Linked DNA regions of Arachis hypogaea: all the other regions are linked to region 1. The links are chromatin contacts, called in public Hi-C maps. All regions are on one chromosome and are shown on one strand. The core of a region is the stretch at or near the end of the contact, and the rest is flanking DNA. Distances in the headings are between cores, read along the strand shown. Region 1 holds the start of LOC112771212 (protein SHOOT GRAVITROPISM 6). Region 2 holds the start of LOC112771649. Region 3 holds the start of LOC112771648 (probable sesquiterpene synthase).

Evidence for each region. A called contact is a pair of places that touch in the nucleus more often than the background predicts.
Region 2: a Hi-C map of leaf shows a contact between it and region 1, with 2.6 times the contacts expected there. The contact joins the promoter of LOC112771649 here to the promoter of LOC112771212 in region 1. A contact is called at or near these places in 2 of 8 Hi-C or Micro-C datasets (both in leaf).
Region 3: a Hi-C map of leaf shows a contact between it and region 1, with 3 times the contacts expected there. The contact joins the promoter of LOC112771648 here to the promoter of LOC112771212 in region 1. A contact is called at or near these places in 3 of 8 Hi-C or Micro-C datasets (leaf and an unstated tissue).

What each region holds. Positions count from the first base shown.
Region 1 is chr18:16,997,770-17,001,840 of arahy.Tifrunner.gnm2.J5K5, forward strand. It overlaps LOC112771212 (protein SHOOT GRAVITROPISM 6), which reads left to right and starts at 1,886. Exons shown (of 12, transcript XR_011876091.1): 1 at 1,886-2,291; 2 at 2,568-2,629; 3 at 2,731-2,854; 4 at 2,967-3,368; 5 at 3,913-4,002. LOC112773068 (probable sesquiterpene synthase) reads left to right here. Exons shown (of 5, transcript XM_029294773.2): 5 at 1-356. The coding sequence ends at 213.
Region 2 is chr18:16,797,507-16,801,577 of arahy.Tifrunner.gnm2.J5K5, forward strand. LOC112771649 reads left to right here and starts at 1,909. Exons shown (of 9, transcript XR_003187141.3): 1 at 1,909-2,044; 2 at 2,166-2,437; 3 at 3,347-3,433; 4 at 3,512-3,604; 5 at 3,841-3,878; 6 at 4,005-4,071.
Region 3 is chr18:16,842,580-16,846,650 of arahy.Tifrunner.gnm2.J5K5, forward strand. LOC112771648 (probable sesquiterpene synthase) reads left to right here and starts at 1,648. Exons shown (of 6, transcript XM_072225592.1): 1 at 1,648-1,886; 2 at 3,635-4,071. The coding sequence starts at 1,779.

The DNA of each region.
Region 1 (4,071 bases), core at 636-3,135:
TTCATCAAAAAGGATATCAATGATTCTTGGAAGGATATGAACGAAGAGTATCTCAAATTAACTGAGGAAATCCCAAGACCCATCCTTGATTGCATTGTTAACTTGGCACGCATATGTGAGTTTATATATGCAAACTTTGAAGATAAATACACCAACTGTGAACTTCTGAACGATCACATCATGGCACTGCTTTTGGACCCCATCGTCGTGTAGCAGTTTCCTCAAGAAATAAATTGTTTAACATTTGTTCTAAATAAATAATTCTAACAAATTTTATTATAATATAATTAAGAAACTGAGACTAAAATCTAACATGTATGTTGTTTAATTTCTCTTTGTTGATTGTTTGTGTTATACTATGTTGTTTGCTATTTGCAATAAGTTAAATAAGGTTATACTTTGTTCTTTGTTGTTTAATTGTTTTTCTTATTTTTGTTAGTGATTTGAAGCTTCTATATACTCCAAGATTAGTCGTTAATAATGAGATCATTTTTCTTGTTCTAAAAAAAAAGACAAAAATTAATTTGTAAATGAATTTAAAAATGGAAAAATATTGAAAAATGGATGAATGGCGTATTATGCACAAATGTGGATTTGCTAGTCAGAAACCACAAAACATAACCTACGTTTTGAGTGGGACGAAGATCAAGAAAATGTTGGTGCCTGCAAAACTTAACCTGCGATTGGCAGGGCAGGCAACCGAATTTCGAAACGAGGGCTAGCTGGTGTCTCCTGCATGCAGACTAGAGCAGGTGTTGACCAGTATTGGACTCGGCAAAACGCAGGCTGCGTTTGTCAGTCGTGCAGGGAAAATCGCAGGTTGCGATTGGCAGCCTCCCAAGCTGCATGCGCGACACGTGTCGTTGAGGATGGTGAATCCGCTTATAAAACCAAAACGCAAGTAAGTCCAAGGGTGAAAAAACGTATAGTGTAAAACGAGAGTGAGAAAGGTTGCTGAAGAAGAACTGAAGAAGGAATAAGAGTGAAGAAGCAAGTGTGGGAGAAAAAAAGTATACTTTGAAGGGTTTGATAAAAATGGTTCGTGATTTTACCAAATCGAAAGAACACATTATTGAATATCTGAATCATCCTCAATGGGTAAGTAATTTTTTTTTATTTTGTGATTAATAAATAAATATATTTATTTATATTTTATGTATTTGTGTTTTAACTAATAATTTTATTGTTATTTTCAATGATATTATTATTATTATTAATTTTAATATTATTATTATTATTGTTATTATTATATTATTAATGTTGTTATTATTATTATTATTATTATTATTATTATTATTATTATTATTTAATAATAAAAAATACTATTTCATAATTTTTGTATTATTTTTAATAAGTTTTTATTATTTTTTAATAATTTATCAGTAATTTTTATGATATTAACCGTACTGTGTGATAAATTATAAGAATAAAACTGTTTAGAAGTTTTTTATTATTTTTTAATAATTTATTATTAATTTTTATGATACTAATAGTACTGTGTAATAAATTATAATAAATAAAACTGTGTAAAAATTTTTTATTATTTTTTAATAATTTATTATTAATTTTTACACTACTAGAAAATTAGTTATTACAGACGGATATTTTCGACGGATTTTATCCCTCGGAAATACAGACAGAATTTTAGAGGGATTTTTTTGTCGGAAAACAAAAAAATGAATTAGCATAAATTACAGACGGAAAACAGAATCCGTCGATAACTCTGTCGGTAAAATTATTTTTTTTCGTGAGAAATGATTACAGACGGAAAATTAAATAGGTAAAAATGCTATTTTTATTAAATTATTACAGACGGAAAAATTCGTCTGTAATTTAAAATTTTCCGTCGAAAAATTTTAATTTAAACCTAACTTCTCCCCACCCTATCGAACCCCTTTCACACACACAAAATCACATAACAAACGAGTTGCTCCTCTCTCCTTCAACGAGTTTCTCCTCGCACGAGCTTCTTCTTCTCCTTTCCTCACTCACAGCGCCACCGCCGCCACCCTAACCACCGCAGCTACCTTCTCCTTCTTCTCCTCTCTTTTAAACACTGAACCAGTAGAACACAGCCCCTATCTCTCTCGTTTTTTCTCGTTCGTAGAACAAATCAAGCTCAAGTTCCTGTTCTCTTCGTCTCAGGTGAGCTCCAGCACGCTGGCGCCACCTGTAGCAGCGTCTGTCCCCACCACCGCCGCGCCTCTCCCTCTCCTTTTATCCCCACTCAGTTCTGGCTCGCATATCTTCTCAGCGCCATAGCCATCATCTCCTCCAGTCAATGCTTCCAGGTTTTAGTTTCAAAATTCTTTTAATTTCTGTTAAGTTCAATTAATTTTGTTTAGTTAGTTTGATTTTAGTAATTAGTTTAGTTAGATTTGTTTTCTGATTAGTGGATTTTTAGGTTTTGATTAGATTAGGTTTAGTTAGATTTGTTTTTTTCTGATTTTAGTAATAAGTTTGATTTAAAATTTGTTGTTGAAGCTTTTTTCCTCATGGTTTTTCAATTTTTGGTGTTTCCTTTCACTGCATTATCTTTTTTCTTTTGCTGCTGCTTCTTGCTGCAGTGTGATAGTGATCCTTCTACTTGGAGCTACATCAATGATCATGTTCATTTTCATATAGGACAGTAAGTTTGACTTGCTTCAGTAATAGAATATTCTGGTTGTTTAATAATGTAGAACATATGCATCTAGATTCTTTAAACTTTCTTACTTTTCATTGTTATAGGTGGTATGCTTAACTTGGGATATATGATGTGGCTGTCAAGCATATGATGGAAATCTTGGCCTGCAGTCACCAGTCCAAGGAAACACAGGAATTATTCCTTAGTGACTTTCTTCAAACTGTGAAGGTGATAGTGACTCTATTTCCTTTTCAGATCTCATGCTTAGAACCTGATTGTTAAAATACTGAACTGCCAATAGTTTGATTTAATGTAATTCCTGAAGTAGTGTGCTTTGTAGAACAGGTTGGCGATGTAGGACCCATTCTTGATTTGATGGCTGTGGTTTTAGAGAATATTTCTACTTCTACCCTCCTAGCCAGAACAACAATTTCTGCTGTCTATCAAACCGCAAAATTAATCAGTTATGTCCCTAATGTGTCATATCAGAAGAAGACAAGCATTCCTACATAGACTGGAAATAACATTTCTACCTATTCAGCTTTATTCGTTTATCTAAAGACATAGGGTGTTTTCTGGACTTATTCCAGGCTTTCCCTGATGCCTTGTTCCATCAATTGCTTGTGGCCATGGCTCATCCGGACATGAAACACAAATTGAAGCACATAGTGTCTTCTCTATGGTGCTTATGCCATCAATGGTTTCTCCTTAGTTGGACCAGAAAACAAAGATGGCTATGAAGGTACAGAGTAATAGCTTCCACATTCAGCATGATAGTTTCTCTAAGCAGAACACTTAAATGGAAAACTGCTAGAAGGAAACACGGTTGCAGGAGTTACTGGGGATAAAAATGCTGTTCCAATTTATTATGAAATGCAATTAGCTATTTCAGCAACTTAAAAATAATATTTCAAGTTGGTGTCAAACTGGAGCCTGCATTTAGTGGCAGTGGCAATAATTTTGACAGCAAAATTTATCTTTATAGAAATGGAAAAAAATGCTATTCATAGCCTTTTAACTAATCCCGTTAGCTTTAAAATCTATTTATCCAAATCTGTTTTCATATTTTAATTAATTTTTATAATTTAATGGTGATATGAATTGCTTTGTCAGGCATCCAATTACAGGGTTTTGGCATTTGTAAATGTTTCTAATTTAAATTGTATGCTTTTCTTTCTGTTAGTGGGCTTGTTATCTGTATTTTATTGTTTCTAATTACTTCAGAGATTTAAAACAAAACACCTTTTTCATAAATAAATTTAAAAATAAACACTCGTTATTTGCAGGATTTGATGCTTACTCTGTCAACATTTCTACCTGTAGTTTCTATAAATAATGACAGCAAAGATCAATCAGATTTCTCAATTGGACTTAAGGTAATACTATCTGTTCTTACTGTAAGATTCCAACCTTATTGAATATTTATGACACTGATTGTTGATGAA
Region 2 (4,071 bases), core at 659-3,158, 200 kb before region 1:
ACGATGATGTCGAGCCGGATATGATTGCTGATGACAGTGGCGATGATATTGGAGCGAGCAAGCCTGCTCGGGCGGGAGGTGGTTCTAGCTCTGGCACACAGCAGTACCCTCCACATTTTTCCTCTTTGGACTTGGATGCCATGAGGCAGGAGGGGGTTCCTGGTCAGCCTGCTGGATTTGGCGCTAGAGATGCGGAAGGGTCTGCAGGTCTGACAGAGTTCCAGGTTGGTCAACAATTTCAGGATAAAGATGAGGCCTTGTTAAGTGTGAAGACTTATAGCATCTGCCATGGGGTACAGTACATGGTAGTGGAGTCTGACTATCGCCGGTATATGGGCAAGTGTTCTGAGTTCGGGAATGGGTGCACATGGTTGATTCGGCTGAGTCTCCGACATCGCAAGGGCCTTTGAGAGGTCAAACGGTACAATGGTCCGCATACGTGTCTCGCCACCTCCATCTCCAGCGACCACAGGAGTTTGGATTATCGTGTGATATCGGCATTCATTATGCCAATGGTTAGGGCTGATGCATCCGTCAGCATCAAGGTGCTCCTAAATGCCACGGCCGCACACTTTGGGTTTAGGCCGACGTACATGAGGGTTTGGTTGGCGAAGCAGAAGGCTGTGATCGTGCACTCTCCGAACGGCATATGGAAGGTGTGCGTCTCCGGACGCCACCGCTCGACGAAGGCACTGACAAGGGGCTCATCTAACCGGAACCATCTATCGTTCAGCCTCGCAAGATGGTATAATCCGGCCATCTGCAAGTACGGAACATACCGCTCATCGAGTCTCATGCCCTGGTGCCGCCGCATGCTCCTGATGCATCGCTGTGACTGCGCATTACATGGACGGCATTATTAGAACCACTTAGAAAACCAGTGACAAAAATAACTAACACCGGAAACCACTTATGGAAACCACTAACAGAATCTACATGCAAAACCAATATAACAAACCAGTATCAAAACCACATGCTTAAACCACTAACATAAACCACATACAAATCCACTTATGAAAAACACATGCAAAAGCACTATCATAAACCGCTTACAAAACCACATAGTAAACCACTTCCAATACCACCAAAATAAACCGCCAAAATAAATCAACAACAAAACCGCATACAAAAGTACTAACAAAAACTACTACTAAAAACTCCTAACCTAAACCGCCAACAAAACCACATGCCTAAACCGCTAACATAAACCGCATACAAATCCACTTACGAAAACCACATGCAAAACCACTATCATAAACCGCACACAAAATCACATAATAAACCACTTCCAATACCACCAAAATAAACTACCAACATAAACCATCAACAAAATCCCATACAAAATCACTAACAAAAACCACTAATAAAAACCACTAACATAAACTACCAACTAAACAAAATGCAAAACCTCTAAAATAAACCACTTGCAATTCCACTAGGATAAACCGCCACTAAAATCGCATGCAAAACCACTAACTCAGATAAACCGCTAGCACAAAGTTTTCTATCTACTAACCTCGTCGTTGATGACCCCAGCTATATGAGCAACTCCGTCCAACCGATATAGCCTTTCCGGATCGTCTCCCATCGGCTGAGTATTCTGTTCGAGTCTTTGTCGGCTCGAATCTGGGTCGTTTTCTCTGGGATTTGGTGGGGTATGAGAATGGAAAAGTGATTCGAATGAGGCTGATTCAAACTCCTTATATAGCCGAAATCTATGTAATTCGAACCAACCCCATTCGAATTACTATTTGAGGGAAATTTTGAGTAATTCGAACCAACTAAGTTCGAATTACTTTGGGAAGCGTTCAATGTGTAATTCGAACCAAGCTAGTTCGAATTATGCTCCTTGGTAGTTCGAACCATGTAGATTCGAATTATGTAAATCACGTGTTCCTTCGTAATTCGAGTTAGGCTAGTTCGAATTCCAATGCTTCTTCCAATTCCCCTGTTTTACGTACAGTGGCGTCATAGTTTGTCCAGAAGGGTTGCACACTTGCACTGTTGTTTTCTTCAACTTCCGTATTCTTCATCATTCCTCATGGTTAGTTTGCTTATGGTTCTGATTTTTTCTCACGGTTGATCGTTGTGATTTTGTTACATTCTCTTTCCCTTTCCTCTTTTGTGAGATGTTGAAGTGAGTTTTTTGTATTTTGGGGTTACAGTGGTTGACGAAGCGGCAGCGACTGTGGACTTCTTCTGCATCTAAATCCAATTATATCGAGTCACAAATCTTCCTTCCTTCCTTTTTAACAAAATCATATTCTTCAATTATCCATATCTTCCTCTTTGGTACGTTGCTTTTCAGGGTTCAAGAACTGTTCGGCATTGTGCATAACGCCCTCAGTTCCACTTTATTAATTCTTTTGTTGCTCCTGATATCGCACATCATCACAATGCATGTCTTCTGCGAACACATCTTCCCTGCAAAATATAGGTAAATTGATCTTTCATGTTCTGCCTTTCTTTCTTCTTTTTTTCTGGGTTTAATGTTTGTCGTTGAAAACTTTTGACAAAGTTATGATTTTTCAATGAAATTGGTATCTGTTGTTTAAGCCCCAATATATATTTAATTTTTTAGTTATTTTTGTCGTTGGTGTTAGTGTCAAATTAGAGCTTCTGTGGTGTTCTTCTTTCCGATACCATTTTTAAAAAAAATAATGAGATGCCCGGATAATTCGACTTCGTGCTCAGGTTTTAGGCTATTCTAAAAATGAATGATGCTAGGAAGCTTGGATTCAGTGCTCATTATAGTGCTGATTCTGGAAAAAGTAAAGACTATTTAAAAATTTCAGTTCTTTGTTTATGTATATCTAGGCAGTGCATTATTTGAACAAGAAATATGCATTATGCAACTGAATCCAAGGTAGAAAATCCTTTCAAATTTGGTTACTTTTTTTTAATGGATAAAGTTTCCTTAATTGATTTGTTGTTTTGAAATCATTGCAATTTACTTAATGCACCCATTGTTTTCACCAAGTACTAACATCCTTTACTGTTGTCTATTGTTTAATTTCATCTTCCTTTAATGGTCTAATCTCTATAATGATTTAGTGAACGTGTTGTTCAAAGGATGACTTCCTCATATGTTCCTTTTATTATTTGATTATTTGATAAAACTATGCATACGTTTGTAGCTGATATATTACTATAAATGCCTTTTCTTTTGTTCTTTTGACATTTTTTTGTATGTGCATTGTATTTGTGCTTGCTGTAGTGCTTCCGTTAATGCCTATCAATCATGTTTTCTTAAACGAAGTTATAAGTGTTAATTTATTTGTTACACATTTATATGTTGTTGTATATCGTTAAATTATTATTACTTGGTTTTTTATTTCATCACAAGATTTTGAGATCTTTAAAAAAGGATGCACATAATTAAGGAAAGAGAATTCATGGAAAGATTAAGAAGGAAGCTCATGAGAAGTTGAAGGTTGGTTATTTACTTTTGTTTTGATTTCATTATTAATACAATCTTGAAAGGAGACAATAGTTATATTGGTTACTTTAGGTGAAAAGGAGTGATGTTGTGCACTACAATTATCATGATGAAAGACGCAAATGAAGATTCTCATGGACAAGATATTGGATGCTTGAACTTTGTGTATGAACTATTTGTTTATTTTTAAATGCTTTATATTAGAATAATTGAGCTTGAAATCATTATAGTGCTAAATTTGGTCTAGACAAAAATTATCTATTTGATTCCGAAGTCTAGGTGTGTCCAATATTTTAAACAATTTATAGGATAAAAATTTCCTAAAGTCTGCCATTTTTTGTGCATTATGTCATTACTAACATTCTTTTTCATGGAGTATAACTTTTTTTACTGTACTTTAGGTTACACTTGCTGATATGGCTAAGCTTGCTACAACAAAGTATGATGTTAATAAGAAAGCTTACGTTTGTTTCTCAAATTTAAATTGTCAATATTTAAGTATCTGAAGTGTCTGAGTCAAGTTTTCTAATCAAAATGCTTACAATTTCATGTTGCAACACAAAAGGATTAAGAGGAACATCATCAATTTTTTCAAAAGCTCAGACACTTGAGGACGGTCGTCATTCCCCTAG
Region 3 (4,071 bases), core at 398-2,897, 160 kb before region 1:
ATGTTGAATGGTGGAGGTGCCATTTTGTTATGAGTCGGAATGGCTATGTATGATATTGATTCTGAACTGAATGAATGTATGATTTGAGATCATGGGCAGTAGCAAGGGTTGTGGTTCGTCCCGCTTGCTCCAGGTTAATGTTTGAGATTTGATAACAATGATGATTGATTTTAAATTGAATGAATATATGTGTTGAGATACCTGGGTAGTAGCAAGGATGGTGGTTCGTCCCACTTGCTCCAGGTCAGAGACTGTGACGCCTGGGTAGTAGCGATAGTAGTGGTGATTCCACTCGCTCCAGGTTGAGCTTTTAAACACCCGCCTGGGTAGTAGCCGCAGTAGTGGTTATTCCACTGGCTCTGGGTTGAGCGGGTAGTAGCAATGGGGTTGTAGCTCAAACCTACTTGCTCCGCGATGGGTGTTTCTGTCCATGGTTAGCTACCAGGACGTGTCGGGTTGGCTATATAACCGACAGATGATATCATCAGCCACTAGGACAGGCATGCATCATATGCATCTATGTGACATTGTTTGGGTGTGCATATTGTACTTGGTTTGCCTTTGTGACTATTTGAGATTATCTGCTACTTGCTCTACTTGCTATAACTGTTTGTTTGTGCTTGAACCTCCTATCTGTGTTTGCAACTGGGACTCTGTTGGATTGTGGTGATTGGTTGTTGTTGGATTGTTTGGGCCTAGGGCCGTGGTTGGAATGAGATGAACCGATGGTTGATTTCGGTTTTGTGTTTCTGGTTTGGAATAAAATATGAAGGGCTATTGTGGTTCCGCATAGATAAACCATTTTGAAAGGCTTTGAGTTTTTGAGAATTGAACGGTTCTTTTTTCAGAAAAGATTTTCAGATTTTACCTTTATTGTAAACCGTTTTTTTGAAAAGGAGGCATAAGACGATTATTAATCACTAGTACGGTTTATCTTCACGTATCCTATTACAGTAATTTCCAAAAACCCTCTACTGAGAACCCTTTCGAGGATGATGTTCTCACCCCCCTACATTTTTTCCCTTTCAGGATATGGGTGCTGAAGTCACGAAGAGTTTATTTAGTTGTTGTTGAGATGCTCTGTATTGTTTTAGTTATGGTTTATTGTACCCTCGCCTTTATCTTGTTATATTCTGTAAGAGGGATAGGAATTGTATTGGTTAATGCTTGTAAAGTTATTTATATATATTTATGTATATATATGGATGTACTGTTTGTGAGTTGTTGTAAGTTGTATGGTATTTGTGGATGTACGTTATCGAACGAAAGTATTTTTGGGAGCGGTATTACGGTTTAAAGTTTTAAACAGACTCATATTTTAGTATTAAATAGTATAAGTGTCGTCGTAATGTCCGAGCTATCAAAGTCGCGCAGCCGGAAGCGTGAGCCTTGGTAGTTAGGGTGTTACAATCATAGATACAAATGTCAGCGTTTTCATCTCTCATGAGTACAAATGATCATTTATTCAATTAACTAATTTATAAGGTTAAAGATAGTTAATACTATTCAAGATTAAAGGATATGCAATTCTTTAATAATTGAGGAATGGCTAGAGAATTCACTCACTTTTTAACAAGACAAAATAAAAAGGAATCTTGTTTATCCACTTGGGGTCACATGCACAATCTTCACATTTAAAAATGGGCATCCAGCTAGGGACATTAACTCATCTCCCTTTGCATTAGTGAACCATATTCTATATAATTATTGGTTGTAAACGTCTTAATATCGTTCATTACCCAATACTATACATATCTCTTTCAGCTTCAGTTCCAGTGATGACTTCGAGTCAACCTGCCCCTTCTAACTCAAAGCGACCCTCTGCAAATTTTGCTCCTAGCATTTGGCACGATACTTTCCAAAAATACGCTGATTCTGAATCCTTGGTATCTTATTTAATTTTGTATGATGAAATATCAGTATATTGTTAAACTTATACATATATTCAAAATACGGATAGTATATATCTGATCACTTCTACGCCAGAAACTCAAAATAATGCTTGGGTAAGTGTCTTTAACAAGAATGATAGTTATATATATATGGACGGGATCCCTAGTTGTATAAAACAAGTTATCTATATTGTATTTCTAGTATGCAAATGTAATCCCAAAAATTTCCATAACTTTTTGTATATTTTTGGATATCTGTTTTGTTGAGTTTAATTTTGATGTATTGATATCATAGTGTAAAATGTTTTATATAGTTATGTAATCATATTTATTTTTTTGAATAACTATTCACACAGTTCATAAAAATAGTAGTTATTTTTTTATGATATTATGTTATGTAATTAGATGTACATATAAAGATGTTTTACACTGACAGTATATTAAAATTAAATTCATATTTTGTTATAAGAAAATACATAATTAGTTTATGAATTTAATTTTAATGTACTGTCAGTATAAAATAGTTTTTCACGTGCATCTAATTACACAATATTACATCAGTAAAAATAACTATATTTTACATTGATCGTGTGAGTGGTCATCTAAAAGAACAGGTATAATTACACGATAATACAAAACGCTTTACATAGTCAGTATCTAAATTAAACTCTTAGTTTATATATACATATGTTTTAAAAGAGAATTTTAAAGTAATGATTGAATTATTTCCATGTGATTTCAAAGTCAAGATCGAGTTCAAACTGTGAAAATAACCACGAAAATAATTATTAGATTCGGTTGTGTATAATACACTCTTTGAATGGAGTTCTTTTCGAAATCTTGCATTAACATATTTATTCATTAGACTGTCTTTTTAATAATATACTTTCTTTCTTTCTTTTTTATTTGTTTTTTTTTTTAATTAATGAAGATAACCTAATTAAGTTGAAAAGAGAAAAAAATATAATCTCGTTAATTTTCTTTTGTTTTTTAGTTTTTAAAGAGTCATAGTATTAAAATAGCCTAGTCTGCATTTTGTAAACATTTCTATAATTATATACTTAATTAATAAATAAGATTCATTTTAATATTGACTTTTATATTTTTAACTTACGTTTTTGTTTTCTTATCAAACAAATAAAAACTCTTCTTTACTTATTATTAAAATGGCACAACTTTCAATCTTTTACGTTATATTTTTTTCATAACAACAAAAATATATAGTATAACTTTGTGGAAGTTAACTCATACTGAAAACTGAAAAGCAACTTTAGTAAATATTTGCTTTCACAAAAATTTTCTATTTTTAATACTGAAAACTTAAAAAATTTATTTAACAACCAAATTAAATTGAGAAATGATATGCATAATAACTGAAACATAAAACATTATTACTAGTACCAGTCTGATTTGTATCTGATTATATTTAAGTGTTACATCGAAGCTATAACTTTCTCAACAAATCATCATATAATAATTTTGTTAGAAATATAATTATTTATATATTTTTTTATTGGCTTAAATTTTGAATAAAGTATCATAATATCATTATATTATATCAGAATATCTATGATTGAATGATTTAGTGTTCGATTTTTATTATCTCTAAAAGAAAAAAGAAATGTCATAATAAATTTAGATCAAATTGAATAGTTGATCATATGTAAAGAGATATGACTTACTCTCATTATTTGTTAATTTTTCATGCATTTGAACTAAATATTAAATTGAAAACTTTGCAGGAAGTGAACGAAATCATGAAACAAGAAGTTCAAATGCATAAAGAAAAAGTGAAGATGAATTTGCTTTCTAATGATAATAATATCTTACAAAGATTAAGCTTAATTGATTCAATTCAACGATTGAGTATATCTTATCATTTTGAAAATGAGATTGACAGAATATTAGTACACATCCACAATGATTTTATTAACAAAGATCTTGCTATAGAAGAATGTGACCTTCACTTTACTGCATTATTTTTTCGTTTGCTCCGACAAAAAGGATATAACATTTCATCAGGTACATATAGAACTAATTTTTTTATCTTTTATATATATCATTACAATATAAAAAGATACCAATTTATTAATTATGGATTCACACTAGTTAGTATAAATATGAATTATACAGATGTTTTCAACAAATTCAAGAATAAAAAAGGAGAATTCGATGAAAT